Linked DNA regions of Mus musculus: all the other regions are linked to region 1. Evidence: chromatin contacts called from public HiChIP or PLAC-seq and promoter capture Hi-C data. All regions are on one chromosome and are shown on one strand. The core of a region is the stretch at or near the end of the contact, and the rest is flanking DNA. Distances in the headings are between cores, read along the strand shown. Region 1 holds the start of Chuk (conserved helix-loop-helix ubiquitous kinase). Region 2 holds the start of Mrpl43 (mitochondrial ribosomal protein L43). Region 3 has its middle 27 kb from the start of Slf2.

Evidence for each region. Promoter capture Hi-C pulls out the DNA fragments that hold promoters and counts their contacts. HiChIP or PLAC-seq counts read pairs in DNA pulled down with a chosen protein or histone mark.
Region 2: a promoter capture Hi-C map of liver shows a contact between it and region 1, with 2.9 times the contacts expected there. The contact joins the promoter of Mrpl43 here to the promoter of Chuk in region 1. A contact is called at or near these places in 5 of 39 promoter capture datasets (the 3T3-L1 cell line, the SN4741 cell line, hippocampal neurons and 2 more), 5 of 115 datasets of contacts at active chromatin or transcription factors (the SCID.adh cell line, astrocytes, bone marrow-derived macrophages and 2 more) and 2 of 9 other capture datasets (liver and pancreatic islet).
Region 3: a contact with region 1 is called in an H3K4me3 HiChIP or PLAC-seq map of neural tube, with 4 times the contacts expected there. The contact joins the enhancer-like site here to the promoter of Chuk in region 1. A contact is called at or near these places in 5 of 39 promoter capture datasets (the 3T3-L1 cell line, 3T3-L1-derived adipocytes, cranial neural crest and 2 more), 2 of 115 datasets of contacts at active chromatin or transcription factors (extraembryonic endoderm stem cells and neural tube) and 1 of 9 other capture datasets (embryonic stem cells).

The regions. Positions count from the first base shown.
Region 1 is chr19:44,104,445-44,109,373 of GRCm38.p6, reverse strand. Chuk (conserved helix-loop-helix ubiquitous kinase) reads left to right here and starts at 1,897. Exons shown (of 21, transcript NM_007700.2): 1 at 1,897-2,086. The coding sequence starts at 1,982. It overlaps Cwf19l1 (CWF19-like 1, cell cycle control (S. pombe)), which reads left to right. Exons shown (of 14, transcript NM_001081077.1): 14 at 1-737.
Region 2 is chr19:45,004,536-45,009,464 of GRCm38.p6, reverse strand. It overlaps Mrpl43 (mitochondrial ribosomal protein L43), which reads left to right and starts at 3,023. Exons shown (of 3, transcript NM_053164.3): 1 at 3,023-3,201; 2 at 3,296-3,402; 3 at 3,525-4,451. The coding sequence starts at 3,071. The coding sequence ends at 3,766. It overlaps Twnk (twinkle mtDNA helicase), which reads right to left and starts at 2,907. Exons shown (of 5, transcript NM_153796.4): 1 at 1,090-2,907; 2 at 1-185. The coding sequence starts at 2,335.
Region 3 is chr19:44,902,045-44,906,973 of GRCm38.p6, reverse strand. No RefSeq gene overlaps it. Among named protein-coding and RNA genes, the nearest start is that of Slf2, 27 kb to the left of the region's middle. Within about 2 kb of position 2,488, at least 13 of the 459 cell types and tissues checked have an H3K27ac peak or open chromatin away from gene starts, as enhancers often do.

The sequences.
Region 1 (4,929 bases), core at 648-3,147:
CTCTGAGACTTCTTAATATTTCATGAATAAATTCTGAGGCCAAAAGCTTTGGCTGGTTCCCCAGCTGGCTCATAACTTAATCACCAGTTTATCCTAAGGCCTGCCAAGTGGCTGGCTCCCTCTCCTTCAGCTTCAGGGCCAATCTTTCCCCCCTGACTATTTCCCAGAATTCTTTCATTCATACCTCCCCTGCTCCCCCTGACCCCAGCACCCTTTTCCCTCTCTGCTGGATGTCCCACCTCCTAGTCCTGCCTCAGCTCATTGGCCATAGGGTTTTTATTGACAGGTGACTCTGCCATACACTGCACAAGAGATTCTATGCAAACACAGTCAGTTCCACCTTAAATATGACTATGATTTAAGGAGCAGCACAGGGAGAAACAGCAGTGTGAGCACAGGAGGACGCTGCAAGCTGGAAGCCAGAAGACAGGAATTGGTCATTGTTCCTGTATAGACCACGAACAGTTTCACTTTGTTCTCATAAAAATCTCCTGACCTCCATTTTGTTTCTGAACAACAAAAAAACTAAAACAGTCTTGGAAACCTGAAGATTGTGGAGCCTGACAGGAACCATTTTACAGTTAAAAAAATTAAAAGGCCAGGTCTTTAATCTTAGCATTCTGCAGGCAGACCAGTGAGTTTTAAGGCCAGCCTGGTCTACATAATGAGTTCCAAGTCAAACAGGGCTATAGCAATAAACCTTGAGTTGCATTTTAATTATAGAATATTTAAAAAGCAAACTCACTGTAGAAACCAGTTTGAGTAATTTAGACAGAATTATCTTGGCTGGAGTTTTCAGCATCCCTCGAGTACAAATTATGAAACTGCATCCCACCTGTCACTCCTGGCTCTACCATACACAGCAAATGAGGTTTCATCCTGTTACATGACCGTCTCCTCTGCTCTAAAGATGCTCTCTCAGAGCCTCATTTCTATTACCTTCAAGTTTAATATTCCAATTCCATGAAAGATATGAAAATAATAGAAACCAGTTTATCGAATACCACTCACTATTAGTGACCCACAACATCGAATTGCATGCTGACGTTGAGAATTTGATTTTATGCTGACTCTTACACTTTTGAGTTATTAGCATCGCTAGCTTCAGCCCGGTACAAGCTTGTAATCCCAGTCTTGGAAAGACGGAGAAATACGTTCTAGTCCAGGCTGGACTGTATTGAGATCCTGTCTCAGAACAGGACACCTAGAGTCCATGAAGTGGATAACCCACTCAAATGGCTAGGTGGGTTGGCTTTCCCTGTGCAGCCCACCACTCAGAAGTATGCCTCTCTGGACCGAGAGCTCCTCCAGGCTTGTCTTTATAGCCCTGTGGTGCACCTCAGAAACAATTCCAACTCAAGTCGGAGAGAACAAGGCTGATAAACAGTAAGGTCGGTAGGGAGACTCACGAAGTCGCGAAGAAGAGTTTTCACTCTGGAATAAGTCACATCCTTGGTTGGTTTGGGATTATGGAGAGATTCTGATTTACAAGGCTAATGAATCAACAGGGCGGTTAGCGCAGTTTTCTTTAATACTTATGGTGGCCTTAACCGGTGCCGACCGGCGAGTGTGGTAGGATTCGAGGGGCAGAGGGCAGGGCTCTCAAAAAGATGAAATGTGAATGAGGTAGGGACAATGTGGATTTTAGAGTTTGGAGAGAGATCTATTTTAAATAAAAACACGTTGTATGAAACCTTCAAAGAACTAATTAAAAAATATCTATACAAACAAAAATAAAATAAATAGGAACCGCACGCACGATGGTCCTCGCAGGTTGGAAGTTGCCCAGGGCAAGCCGCTGGTGCCCAGTTTCCGGCAGCACCAATCCCAGGGTGATTCCAGGAGCTCGGGGCGGGACTCTGCATGCGGAAGCTAGCGGAAGTGACGCAGTCTCGCGAGACGGAGGACTCCGCAAGCCTCGGCGGCCCGGAACCGGCCTTAGACCGGCGGCGTTGCCTGAGGCGGCTGGCGCTCCCGCCCCATGGAGCGGCCCCCGGGGCTGCGGCCGGGCGCGGGCGGCCCCTGGGAGATGCGGGAACGGCTTGGCACCGGCGGTTTCGGGAACGTCAGTCTGTACCAGCACCGGGTGAGGCGGGGGGCGGGAGCCGTGGCGCGGGCTCTGTCTGGGCGTCCCTGGGACCCGAGCTGTCAGTCAAGGTGGGAGGAGTGGTGGTCGCGACCCTGGACGGGGCTGGGGGCTGGGGCAGTGAGCGAGGGCGAGCGATGGAGCATCCTGCGCTTGTGAGCCTGGGTGGCCGCGGTCCAGGTGTGTCGGAGGTCCCCGGGCAGTGAGTGACAGGCAGCTGTTGCAGCTGTGTGTGGTGATGAGGAGTCTGTACAAAGTCGAGTGCCGATGCGTGTTGTGTGTTTTGTGTATGTGTGTTGTGTGTGTCTCCGTGTGCCTGCTCACACTCCCTCGGGAGCGAGCGGTGTGATCCACTGGAGACTGGACTAGACGAGAAACCTTACGGGTGTGTCCAGAGTTGACCCTTGGGAAACATTGACAGACTTTGGAATTGGAGCGTTTCAGGTAAAAACCAGGGTGAGGGTAAGATGATGAAATCGATCCTTGCTTCGGAGGAAAGAAAATAGAGGGGTTTGTTCTGCAGAAGACAGCTAAGATCAGGCTCAGGAAATTTGTTTTGATTTATCGAAGAACATGTAACCGTTACAACAGCAGTTATTCCTGTCCTTAAAAGGTTTTCAAACTAACAGTCACTTTTCTTACTTTAACGTGTTGTTGTTAATGTTCGGGGTGGAACACAGGACCTTGCACATGCTAGGCAAATGGTCTACCGTTGGGTTACAGCCTCAGCCCTAGTTAATCATGTTTGAGTTGTGGGTCTTTTGAAAAGTCAGTAAAACGCATCTTTTCTCCGGAAAAAAAAATCATATCAATACAAGCCAGTGCATTATTAGTGAGGGTTTTGCTTTCCTGAAGGGTGTAAGGAATAGATCTTGAACACCAATCATTGTAGTATAGGATTTGTTGACTGTAAAATATTTAGAAGAATATACATACATTCTGGGCCTGCTTGAGAGTTGAGTCAGATGGTAACAGAGACGTTAGGAAGTACAAGATAGGTACTGTAATTCCGCTGATAGCTCTCCACTGTCAAGTTATGGCAACCCTCATTACTTGGACTTTTATAAAAGGAGCAGTAAGATAAAAATGGTGTTCTGGAACATCATATATGAGGAATACGTTTTAATTAGAAAAACAGTAAGCCAATTACAGGACATGAAATGATTTAGTTGATTGCTATATCAGGCGCTGATGGTACCCAAATCAACAAGAATAATATGTTCTACTCTGAAGGAGCTTTCCGTTTCAGAGAGGGGGTGGGCATGGTGGCATCCTCTTGTAATCCTAGTATCAAGGGTTCTGAGGCAGGAGGATTTGGAGTTTGAGACCTGACTGGGTGGCTTTCATATCGTGCTCAAGGCCGGTGTCAGTTACATAAGAAGGCCCTGTCTCAGAAATAAACATTAAGTACAGTTTGATACCCTAGGCACTGAAAGATGTCTTAGGGTTTTATTGCTGTGAAGAGATACCATGACCAAGGCAGCTTTTATAAAGCAAAACGTTTAGTTGGGGCTGGTTTCAGAGGTTTAGTCAGTTCTCACTTGGTGGGACATGGTGGCACGCAGGCAGACGAGGCACTGAAGAAGTAGCTGTGAATTCTATATCCTTGACCCAAAGACAGCAGGGAGAGGCTGTGTCTCACCGTGGGTGTACCTTGCGCTTAGGAGACCTTAAAGCTTGAGCCTACAGTGACACACTTCCTCCAACAGTACCTAGTGCTGCCACTCTCTATGGCCTACCATTGAATCACATGAGTCTATGGGGGTCATCACACCCAACTTAGTCTCATTTAAAAAACAACAACAGCAAAAGCCCATCTTTTTGTTGTTGTTTGGCAACTATAAAGTTCCCAAGAGAATATTCTTTTTGAAAAGATTGAGTTTCTCGGGGTAGGTGAGTGTTGTGGTAAATATTTAAAAAGACCCTCCACCTCTCCGAGTTCCATCCAGCTACTCTCTGCCCGCCAACTCTCCGGTGGGGCTGCAGCTCCTAAGTTCCCTTTGCTGCTATGCCAACCCAACACAGCAACAGTCCACTCCACTATCAGCCACCACAACATCCAGCAACCCAGTAGAAACAAAACTCTAGAAGTTTATAATTAACCAGTCAGGTTTATATATCAATAAATTCTCAATTCACAACATGCCAATACAATAATTTCAAAACCAGTTGATACTGATAAAAGCTGCCCACCTAGGCTAGACAGATTATCCCATAACTACCTGTGGCTATTTAAAACCACACGGGATCAGAATCTTCTTCCTGTCCCTCCACCTCCATTTTGGCTTTCCTCTCTTCCTGAGATACTCTCTGTTTCTGCAACTCTTAGCTCTGCCTCCCTTTACCCTGCCCAGTCACAGGCCCCTTGCTGCACTAATATTTTAATGTAATTGGACAGGGAAAATCCTGCCTCAGGTGAAATATAAACTAAGGAGTTGAAGGATCTCTTGTGATTAATGACCTATACCAAATAGATAATTTTCTGCCTCATTCATATCAGAATTTAGGGCTTATTGGCTTTGTTGTGATAACACTTTATATAGGATGTAACTATTATCAGATACCTGCCTGTTTATAACAAAAGTGAAAGGAGTGAGCCCAGTGCTAAAGCTAGCTTGTAGTCTCTCTTAGCCCCAGACTGACCTTTTAGCTTTCTTCCTCCTCCTGGTTCCTAGTTAGACTAGTCCATCCAAGTCTTGCGCTCCCTGCTTCCCCCTTCCTCTTTTGGCCTCTGGGTACTGTTCTCACTAATCACATAGCTTTTACCACACCTTTGGCTTGTATTAGAGATATCACATTTGTACAACTCTTTGGAGTTTTTAACATAGTATAGCCTTTTTTGG
Region 2 (4,929 bases), core at 1,774-4,273, 900 kb before region 1:
GTCTGCCCACTCTTCATACTTGTCCAGTTGCTCTTCCAGCCGTGTCACAGCAAACTGGGTCAGCATGACCCGGGCTAGTCTCACGTTGCTGATCTCAAAGCTACCCCACAGTGTGTTCACTCCCTGGGTACACAAGTCCAGGGCATACTCACTGATGAATGTTGTCTTGCCACTGCCTGTTGGCCCTATAGGGGGACGGACAAAGCTCTGAGTTAAGAGGAGAGTCTGGCAGCACATGAGAGGCAGAAGCAGGAGCGTCTCTTAGTTCAAGACCAGCCTCGTCTATAGAGTTCCAGAACAGCCAGGGCTACACAGAGAGACCCTGTCTCAAACAACCAAAAACAAAAACAGAGGGCTGGAGAGATGGCTCAGCAGTTAAGCATGCTGACTGCTTTTCCAGAGGTCCTGAATTCAATTCCCAGCAACCATGCAGTGACTCACACAACCATCTGTATTGAAATCTGATGCTCTCTTCTGGTGTGTCTGAAAACAGTTACAGCGTAACCATATATATATAATAAATACATCTTTAAAACAAGAAACAAACAAAAAAGGAGATGAAAGTCTGGTCTTTGAACCAAGATTCCAGTCAAAGTTGAGAGGGGAAGCCTCCTTTTAACACTGCCAGCAGGGAGCTGGAGAGATGAAGCGGTAATTGAGAGCACTTGTTGCTCTTGCAGAAGACCTGGATTTGATTCCCAGCGCCCACGTGGTGGCTCACAACCATCTGCAAGTCCAGTTCCAAGTGATATACACACATAAGCGAAGCATTCATGCACATAGACACTGCCAATGGCCAAACCCCACATACTTTGTCACCATCTTGTCTAATCCTTTACCTAAGTCACTGATATTTTTATAATACTACTTTATGGATATGGGTGTTTTAGCTGCATGTGTGTCTATGGATTACAGGTACGCTTGGTGTCCTTAGAAGGCATCAAATCCCCCCAGAACTGGAGCTGCAGACAGTTGTGAGCCACTATATGGGTGATGGAAATATAACTCCAAGTCCTCTGCAAAAGCAGCCAGTACTCTTAATCACTGAGCCGTCTCTCCAGCTCCGAAGCAGTGATCTTATAGAGTCACCTGTAAAGACCGTCAACTCGCCCTTCCGATGTCCCTTCAGCAGACGATTCAGGTCTGGGAAGCGGCTCCAACGGACACCAGCCGCTTGCTCTACATTTGACAGTTCTCCTAAAACCTCCTCTCGGAGCTGCCGAAAAGACACAATAGACTTGTGCCAGGCAGGTAGGGCGGTACGAAGAATACGGGGAAGACTTAAGCCTTGGTTTAAGGCCTCCAGGGGACGAGGCTGTTGGTTCCCAGGCCTCACCAGAGAGCATCGCTTGGGGTTGAGTTTTCGAGCAAACAGTTTGGCAGCTTCCCAGGATCGAAGGTCATCTCCTAACCAGAACACAATCCGACGGAACTGTTCAAGGTAAGGCAGTAAGGCTGGGGGTAAGCAGACTGTCCCTCGGGGTAGGGAAAGGGTTGGCAGCCCCGTCGACTGGCTCAAGGCCAGGCTGTCCAGTTCACGACTTGTCACAACCACCTCAGTATCTCTCCGGCTGATCAGTGGTAATCCAAATAGGTTGTGATAGACACCAGGCCGGGGGATGGTGGTCTCTACATACTGTACTCCATTTTCCTGACCCTCAGCCCCTAGTAGCTTCAGGCCACGTAATCCTGAGCTCCCAGGGGTGAACCAAGGGAAGACCAGACTTCGAGCAGATCGAAGATAGCGGACACTGAATCGCCTGAGTGTGTCATCTGTCACCTTGGTAAGGCCAAACATCACACGAGCTAGCTGGGCTTCCTCAGGGTCTGGAAGCTCCCAAAGAGGTATGGCTCGGTTCCAGATCCTCAAGACCTCCTCCCTAACCTCAGCTTCTGGGCCTTCCCTAAGTAGGACACCCTCTTTGGCCCCATCCCCTCGTCCCTCCACACTGGCCTGCAAGTCTTCCCAGCTCCCTTCTGCTAGGCTGGTCATGCAAAGAAAGTGTCCTGTGGTCTTGTCAATGAAGAGGCAGAAGGAAGTGGGAGCGTCCTTTTTCTCATTTTTGATGTCTGAGGACACCACAAAGGGACTTGGTGCTCGAAGGCAGCTGTGGCCATCCTGGAAGGGGATCCCATGTGCACGTAAATACTGGCGGATTTCAGTCGTAGTCACCGGCGACACTGGCATCTCTAAGGCTGGGAGCGCTTCTTTTCTGTACCTTCTGCGGGGAGGGCCTGGCGCCAAGCTTCTGGGCAGGCCCCTCCTACCCACCCACTCGCCACGCAGTGGCAGCAAGATCCGGAGGGGATATGCACGTCGGAGAAGAAGCCACATTCCTAATGGAGTGGGACGCCACTACTGCAAAAGCTTTTGTTGTCTGGTTCAGTGCCTTCACTAAACCAGACCCTAGGAAACCTTCTACAAGGCACTCGCAGAAATCACTCCTACTGGCTTTTCTCTTTATCCCTCCTCAAACTTCTTCACGAACACAGTTCTTACTCCCCTCGGTTGCCTGTGTATTGCTACTTCATCCCTACACACCTACACTGCCCTTTCGCGTCTACGCCTCTCTCTGAGGATTCTCCTATCTCTAGGTCCTTTACGGATTTCTCTCCACCAGCTCACTTCTAGATCCTTCTACGGTCCCTCGATCTAAACGGCTTCTCTGTATCATCTCTTCACGTCTACTACCCCTCTACGGACTCTCCTGGCTAACCTCATCTCTACCGCTTTCTGCATCCCGTCTGAACCCCAACTCCAGGCGCTCCGAGCCCCCAGCGCTCACAGGCACTCTCCACACTGCTGGAGGTCACGCGCTCCGGCCCGGCTTCCTCACTGGCTCCCTTGCTCTGCCCTCCACTTCAAAGCTCCACGCTCCCGCCCCCAGCTTCGCGTCACCACTCTCCTTTCTAGTGTTCTGTCCGCAACGTGGGTCGCCCGCTCGCACGCGCTACTCGCGGTGACTCCGGAAGCAAAACTCTCCAGGGCGCCCATGCCACAACCCCGGAACCGGAAGTCACCGGTTAGTCCCGCCCCCCGGCTCCGCGTCCTGGCTCTCTAACCGTAGCCATGACCGGTCGCGGGACTTCGAGCCGCTTTCTGACCAGCGTCCTCCATAATGGGCTAGGGCGTTACGTGCAGCAGCTGCAGCGCCTCAGCCTCAGCCTCAGCCGGGATGCGCCCTCGTCCCGCGGCGCCAGGTGAGGCACGCGGAAGCGGGAGCGCCGGAAAGGGAGGCGGGGAGCTATGGGGCTGGGTTCGGGCCACCGTACTCACCTTCGCCGGGTCTCGCAGGGAGTTCGTGGAACGCGAGGTGACCGACTTCGCCCGACGGAACCCAGGAGTCGTAGTATACGTGAACCCGCGCCCGTGCGCCATGCCACGAATAGTGGCCGAATACCGTGAGTGGGGCCGAGCTAGGGCGGGGGTGGGCGGCGCGGGATCCCGGCTTGCCCGCTGCGTTCTGTTTGTCTGATTTCCGACCTGGCGCCTTCCACTCATCCCCTCCACGTCCCTCTCCCAGTTAATGGGGCTGTGCGCGAGGAAAACGTCAACAGCAAGTCGGTGGAGGAGATCAAGTCGTTGGTGCAGAAGCTGGCAGACCAGTCCGGCTTGGATGTGATCCGCATCCGCAAGCCCTTCCACACGGACAACCCGAGCATCCAGGGCCAGTGGCACCCCTTCACCAACAAACGGACTGCCCTCCACGGGCTGCGGCCCAGAGAACTCCGGGATTCTGCTCCAGCTTCGATGCAAGCACAGTAAAGAACCAGGCGCTTTGGACCGTGAGAGGGATAGGATTGGTTCCTCTTTTGGATTTCAAGCTCAGGCCGAGTAGGTGGGTGGAGCCTACCAGCCGGGGCGTGGCCTGAGATAAAGAAGAACCTTTTCCTTTGCCCACTTGTAGCTAGGTGCAGTGACCTTGTGAATACCCTAATTCTGATTCAATTGGCCTCCTTGCAAGCTGAGATGTGAGAAGTGTACAACACTTGTACAAGGACCGTGTTTTCTGAAATACGAATAATAATGACTTCAAAACACATGAAAGAGTCTGGAGGCTGTCTTCTGAAGGACACGGGATGCCCTGTTGCTCTTGCTGGTATGGCATTGGGCAAGGCACCTTATATCCGTGTTTGTGTGCAGTTTAGGAAGTTGAAGATGAGCCTGGCGTTGGTAGTGCATAACCTTTAATCCCAGCATTTGGTTGGCAGAGGCAGATGAATCTCTGCGTTTAAGGCCAGCTTGGTCTACAGAGTGAGTTCCAGGACAACCCAGTCTCAAAAACTAAAAATGAAATAAAAAAGAAAAAGAAAACTGAAGTCATTAAGACTATATTTGAAGGGGCTGGTGAGATGGCTCAGCAGGTAAGAGCACCCGACTGCTCTTCCAAAGGTCCTTAGTTCAAGTCCCGGCAACCACATGGTGGCTCACAACCATCTGTAAGAAGATCTGATTCCCTCTTCTGGTGTGTCTGAAGACAGCTGCAGTGTACTTACATATAATAAATAAATCTTTAAAAAAAAAAGCAGTGTTTAAAAAAAAAAGACTATATTTGAAGATTGATTATCTATCATGTGTATAAATACATGCCTGCATGTATTTCTGTGCACGGTGCGCATGCAGTGTCCATGGAGGCCAGAAGACAGTGTAGGGTCCCCTGGAACTGGAGTTACAGGCAGTTGTGAGCCACCATGTTGGTGCTGGGAATTGCACTTGTGTCTTTTAAAAGAACAGTCAGTCTTTTATCCACCTGAGCCATCTCTCTAGCCTCTCAAAGTCACAATTCAAAAATTTGTACTTTTTCTCAAGATGTAGATCTCACTATGTAGCTCTGGTTGTCCAGGATCACTATGTAGACCAGGCTGGCTTCAAACTCACAGAGACCTGTCTGCCTCTGCTTCCCAAGTGCTGGGACTAACGGTGTGCGC
Region 3 (4,929 bases), core at 1,239-3,738, 800 kb before region 1:
AAAAGGCATAAAAACTCCGGAATACAACAGGTGGCAGTGGGGAAAAAAAATCTCAGACACAACACAGAATCAGCGTTTGAAAAAAGTCTTTGTTAGGAACAAAGAAACACAGACAGTAAGGCACACAGGAAGAGCCACTGAAAAGCAGGGGGGGCGGGGATCCTAAAATCTGGTCTCTCCTCAAGGGTTGGGGACTTTAGATGGTCTTTGAGGGGGTCTTTGTCACCTAAGTTAGGTGTGTTCAATTTAAACAAAGACAGGGAGCCTGATACAACTTTTGGATAAACACGTGCTGGTCTGGCCTTGAACTTATTAGCCCAGTCTGCCAGCAAGGGGGCCTAGAAGAGAAAAAGCCAGGCAGGCTTTTGTCTTAAGCTGTTGGGCCTTTGTTGAAAGTCAAGAAGAAACCAGAAGTTTGTCATCTTATCTTTATTGTCTATCTGGGGCCCATCTCCCTGTCTGCTCATTTGGGATCTGTTTAACTCTTATTCCCTCAAAATGATCTGACTGAGGCCATTCAGCTAAGACATCAGAGAACTAGGGTTTGACCCCAAAGTTGGCTTAGTAGATCCTAGTTGTCTGGAAATGTGCAGGTGGTAGATTAGAGGAAATTTGGCTAGTGGAGACTGAGGTGCTGGTGGGCCAGCCAAGGAGTTTCCTAGGAATAAGGGGCCACGGGAAAGTAGACCTTGGCTGAGCCTCGATCTAGAGATGACAGAGTTATCACCCGGCATGTCTCACTCTTCTCTGAGAGAAGGGCTTTGGATTCTTGTTGGCAGTGGTATTTACTGGTGTCCAATAGAGTGACAGAATATAGGAAGCTCAGTCTGGCTCAGTAGGCATTTGAATGCGATAGGACAAGCATTTTAAAGGGGCTGCCTTTAAAGTACCCAAGCAGACCACGAACCCAAGATCTTAATTGGAAGAAACTGTAGATAAATCCTTGAGGCCAGTGTAGTTGGATTAGGTCCACTGAACTCCGGAAGAGAGACAGAAGCCAGTAGGGAAGCGGGACAAGGAAATACCTTTCTGTCCAGAGGCCTAGAGAGTACCCCCATCCGCGGTACAGAGCAGGCTTGTCACAAATCCCAGATCTGGGGACCAGGTCCTCAGAAGAGCCTGCATGGTAGGTTCTGGCAATGGAGTTGACCTCTAGCTGAAGCTAACACATGAGCGTGCTCTGTAGCCAAGCGGCAAGGAACTGAAAGTGGGGAGCCAGGAATTCTGGGTATCCAAAAGAGACCTGGTACTGGGAATTGTGGGGAGGCTCATCTGGGTTGCCAGATGACAATCAGGGAACTCGGGGTCTCCCCCTTAAGGTTCTTATTAATAAAATAACAGAACAGACTCAGACAGAAGCTTGAGGACAAAAGACAAGCCCGGGGCAGGCAAGTTGTAATCTCAGCAGTTGCCAGGAAGAGGAGACCGGAGGAGAGAAGAGGGAGGGCAGAGGCCATGCTCCTGCAGACAGCAGAGGTCAGCCAGACAGTTAGCCACAGGGCAGGGAGGAGGCTTTAGGGTAAGGAAACCCAGGGCAGACAGAGAAGAAAAGAAATTATACTTCTTTCCCCGCTGAGTAATTTCAAACAGCAGGCAAATTAACACAGCCTCATGATTGTGGCCCTGCATAAGCTACTATGGTAGAGGTTAGAGATCCTGGGAAGGAAAAGTATGTTATTTCATTGAAATGGCAAATTAGTTCACCTATGTCTTAGCATGACCTGCCTTCCTGGGCAATGGTCCCTTAGCCAGGCCAGAGATTTTAAGTTTCTTGACAAGTTTTCCTTCAATGGGCCGAAGATGCCACTCTGACAGATCTACCTTTCTTTTTTCTCCTTTCCTACCCTTCCATTTTTTTTCTTTCCTTCCTTCTTTTCCTCCCTCCTTTTCTGGGGTAGGGCGGGGAGGTTGGCTGCAGAGACTGAACCTAGTGTTCTGCACGTGCCAGCCAATTGCTTTACTGCTGAGCTCTAAATCCAGTCCTCTTTTACATTTTGAGGAAAAAAAAAAATCTAAGTGTCCCAGGATGTTGTCCTTGAACTCAATCTACAGCCCAGACAGGCCTTCAATTTGTGTTCTTCCTGCTTCAGCCCTCCGAGTAACCAGGATATCAGACCTGCACCAACGCTCTTGGAGTCCAGCCTCCTTTTTCTCGCAACAAACTTTTCTGGGACTCGATGAGAGTTATTCAGAAGAATTATCTGTGCTGTCCATCATCTGTTTCTCTCCTTTTGTAATTCAGGTTTTTTGGCTTTCCCCTCAGTTTCCTACTGAAGTACTTTCTGAACAGTCTCAACCTTGTCTGGACGCCAGAGATTTGCCCAGCTTTGGGCCAAGACAGGGGGCTCCAGGGCCCCTGCACATTTAGCAGGATGGGGCTAGCAGCTGTCTCAGCTGGATTTGCATGAAACAGCTGGTGGAGCCAGGGCAGAGAGAGGTGAACTCTCCAGAGAGGAAGAAAGTTGAGAAAGAAAAAGATGGAAGCAGCTGCAGTTGATAAGGTCTTCCCACCTGGACCCTTCCACGAAGAGGCTGCTGGGGCCTTTCCATGGTAGGGGTGGCTGATCTCTTCCATCACATAAGATGCTGGGGCCCTTCCAGTGCAGGGGCTGCTGGGGCTCCAGCTCTCTCTGCCTGGCTTTAAGCAGAGAATAAGCGAGCAAATAAGTTAAAGTGAAGCACTGTGGGCCTTAAACAGTGGCTGGGGACGGCGTCAGAAGTGAGGCTCTCAACTGGAGGCAGGGCAGATTTGCAAGGCTTAACAGCACCTGGGGTGTGTCTGGGTGTGAGGGGGGTGGTGGATTACACCCCTGCCTCTAGACCACGACTGTTTGGGGGGTTAGATCCAATCAGGGTACATGACATTCAGCTGAAACAGGAGAGAAGTAGAGGAATTTGGGCCTCCTCTGTTACTTCAGTAACCTGGAAGTATCTCAGAAATTTGTGAGTGGTTCTGGTTGTGCCCACTTGGAGCCTCCTTCCCCATTTCTACCTGTCTTACATGGGTGAGCAGTCATCTTTATTTTTTTCCACTTTAGAGGTGACATGGTAATCATGGGGAGACAATGAGGACTTAGCTTGTTGCTAGCTCGCCCTTTGGAAGGAAGGTTTGGAGGGTGTCAGTTTCCTCAGAAGTTCGGTGGGAGGACCTCTCTCATGTCCCACTAATACTCTGCAGTCTCAGGCCTGGTTCCTAGGCAGCGGTGGTTAAAGTGAAATCTTGATTCTCTTAGTAACTTGATGGCTTAGTTTAGGCCTCAGGTTGCTGTTCCATGAACTGCCTTGAAATTTAATCACCCAAATTTATTTCCTAGTGTGTTTTTCACAGTCTCCTCCTCTAAGCCCATTAGTCACCATCCTGAGACCTGACAGAGCAGTTATTGAAGGCCCCTGTAGTTCTTCACACTAGATTTAGGGGTGTTGGGCACTCTGCAGGCCGGCTCAAACTTGAGTCATGGTTGGGTGGTCTTCCCCTCAATCGACTGTGAATCTTTTCCGGGTCATCCTAGAGGCCCACAGGGAGAATACCTATCTCCTATCCTTCCTTCAACAGAGAGGTGGCAACTACTTCTAGGACCAGTGTTCCCAGGCTGGGAATTATGTTGTCTTCTGTTCCTGGTTATATCTCTTACATTGCCATCTTCAGTGTCCCTTTTAATAAAATGGAGAGAATATACACTTAAAAAAAAAAGTCTTACTTCTATTTTGAGACAAGGTCTCCTATATCCAAGGCTGTCCTCAAATTCCCTACGTAGCCAAGAAAGACCTTGAACTTCTGGTCTTCCTGCTGGGAAGTGCTGGGAATCCCAAGTGCTAGGATTCAGGCCACCCCACCATATATGGTTTATGTAGTCCTGGGGATCAAACTCAGGCTATATGAATATTATGTAAGCTCTCTACCAACTGAGCTACATCCCTAGCCCAAGAAAATATACTTTTTTCTTAAAAAGTGGGGTACAGAGACCAGCAAGATAACCCAGCAGGCAAAGATACTCACAAGCCTAGAGAACCAAGTTTGATACCTGGGACCCACAAAAAGGTGGAAGAAGAGAACCATCCCTTCAGAATTGTCTTGTGACCTCCATATATGCATGCCAACACACACTCCACACCAATCATAAATAAAAATTTTAATAAAGGGGTGCAAAACTAAACCAAACAAAAAGGGTGGTAGCATAGAGCCTAGCATGGCAGAACAGGATACCACAAATGTTAGCTCTCTGCTCTTTCACTTGGACAAGACCTTTCTCCTGGGATCTTGGACATCTTATTCATCTGTTTGGAAACATCTCTATAAACATTCATTTCAAGAATAGCTCCATAAATCAAGCGTTTGGCTGTCTCCTTCCAAGTGAGGTCTCTCCAGAGTAGAAGCTGGGAAGCAGCACGGTTGCAGGCACTAAGCAACAGATGGAAATACACAGCCAGCTGACAGGGACTCTGTAGAAGAGTCCTGACTGTGTGGCCTCCCCAGTCTGTCCCCTCCCTCACCCTGGTCTGGACACTCCTGCTCTGTGCCTGGCTGGCCTCCAGTAGGGCGTGACTCCATAGGGCTTGCTCCTCTCCCGCAGCTATGCTGGACCAGTTAAAGTTTATTCTGTAGAAACCTCCACCAAGAAGTCAAAAGATGAGTTTCCTGCTCTTAATAGATAATTTTTATTGGTTTTGCAATAAACGTATGAAATAGAAACAATAGCAATAAACCATCCCAACAAGAAATCGAAAGGCTCAGGCCTCCAAAGCCCTTCCTGCCTCTTCTTAATGAGTCTCTAATTTATAGAGCGGCCAGTGGGCCTACTTTTCTTTCCCGAAGCTTTGCAAAGTCTTCCATCTTGGAGGCCGGGGTGCTCTGGGTCTGGGTAGACTCATTTCCATAGGATTGCTGTAATGAAAGCTGAGACCTAGCAGAGCCAGAAGAGAGGATGTGGC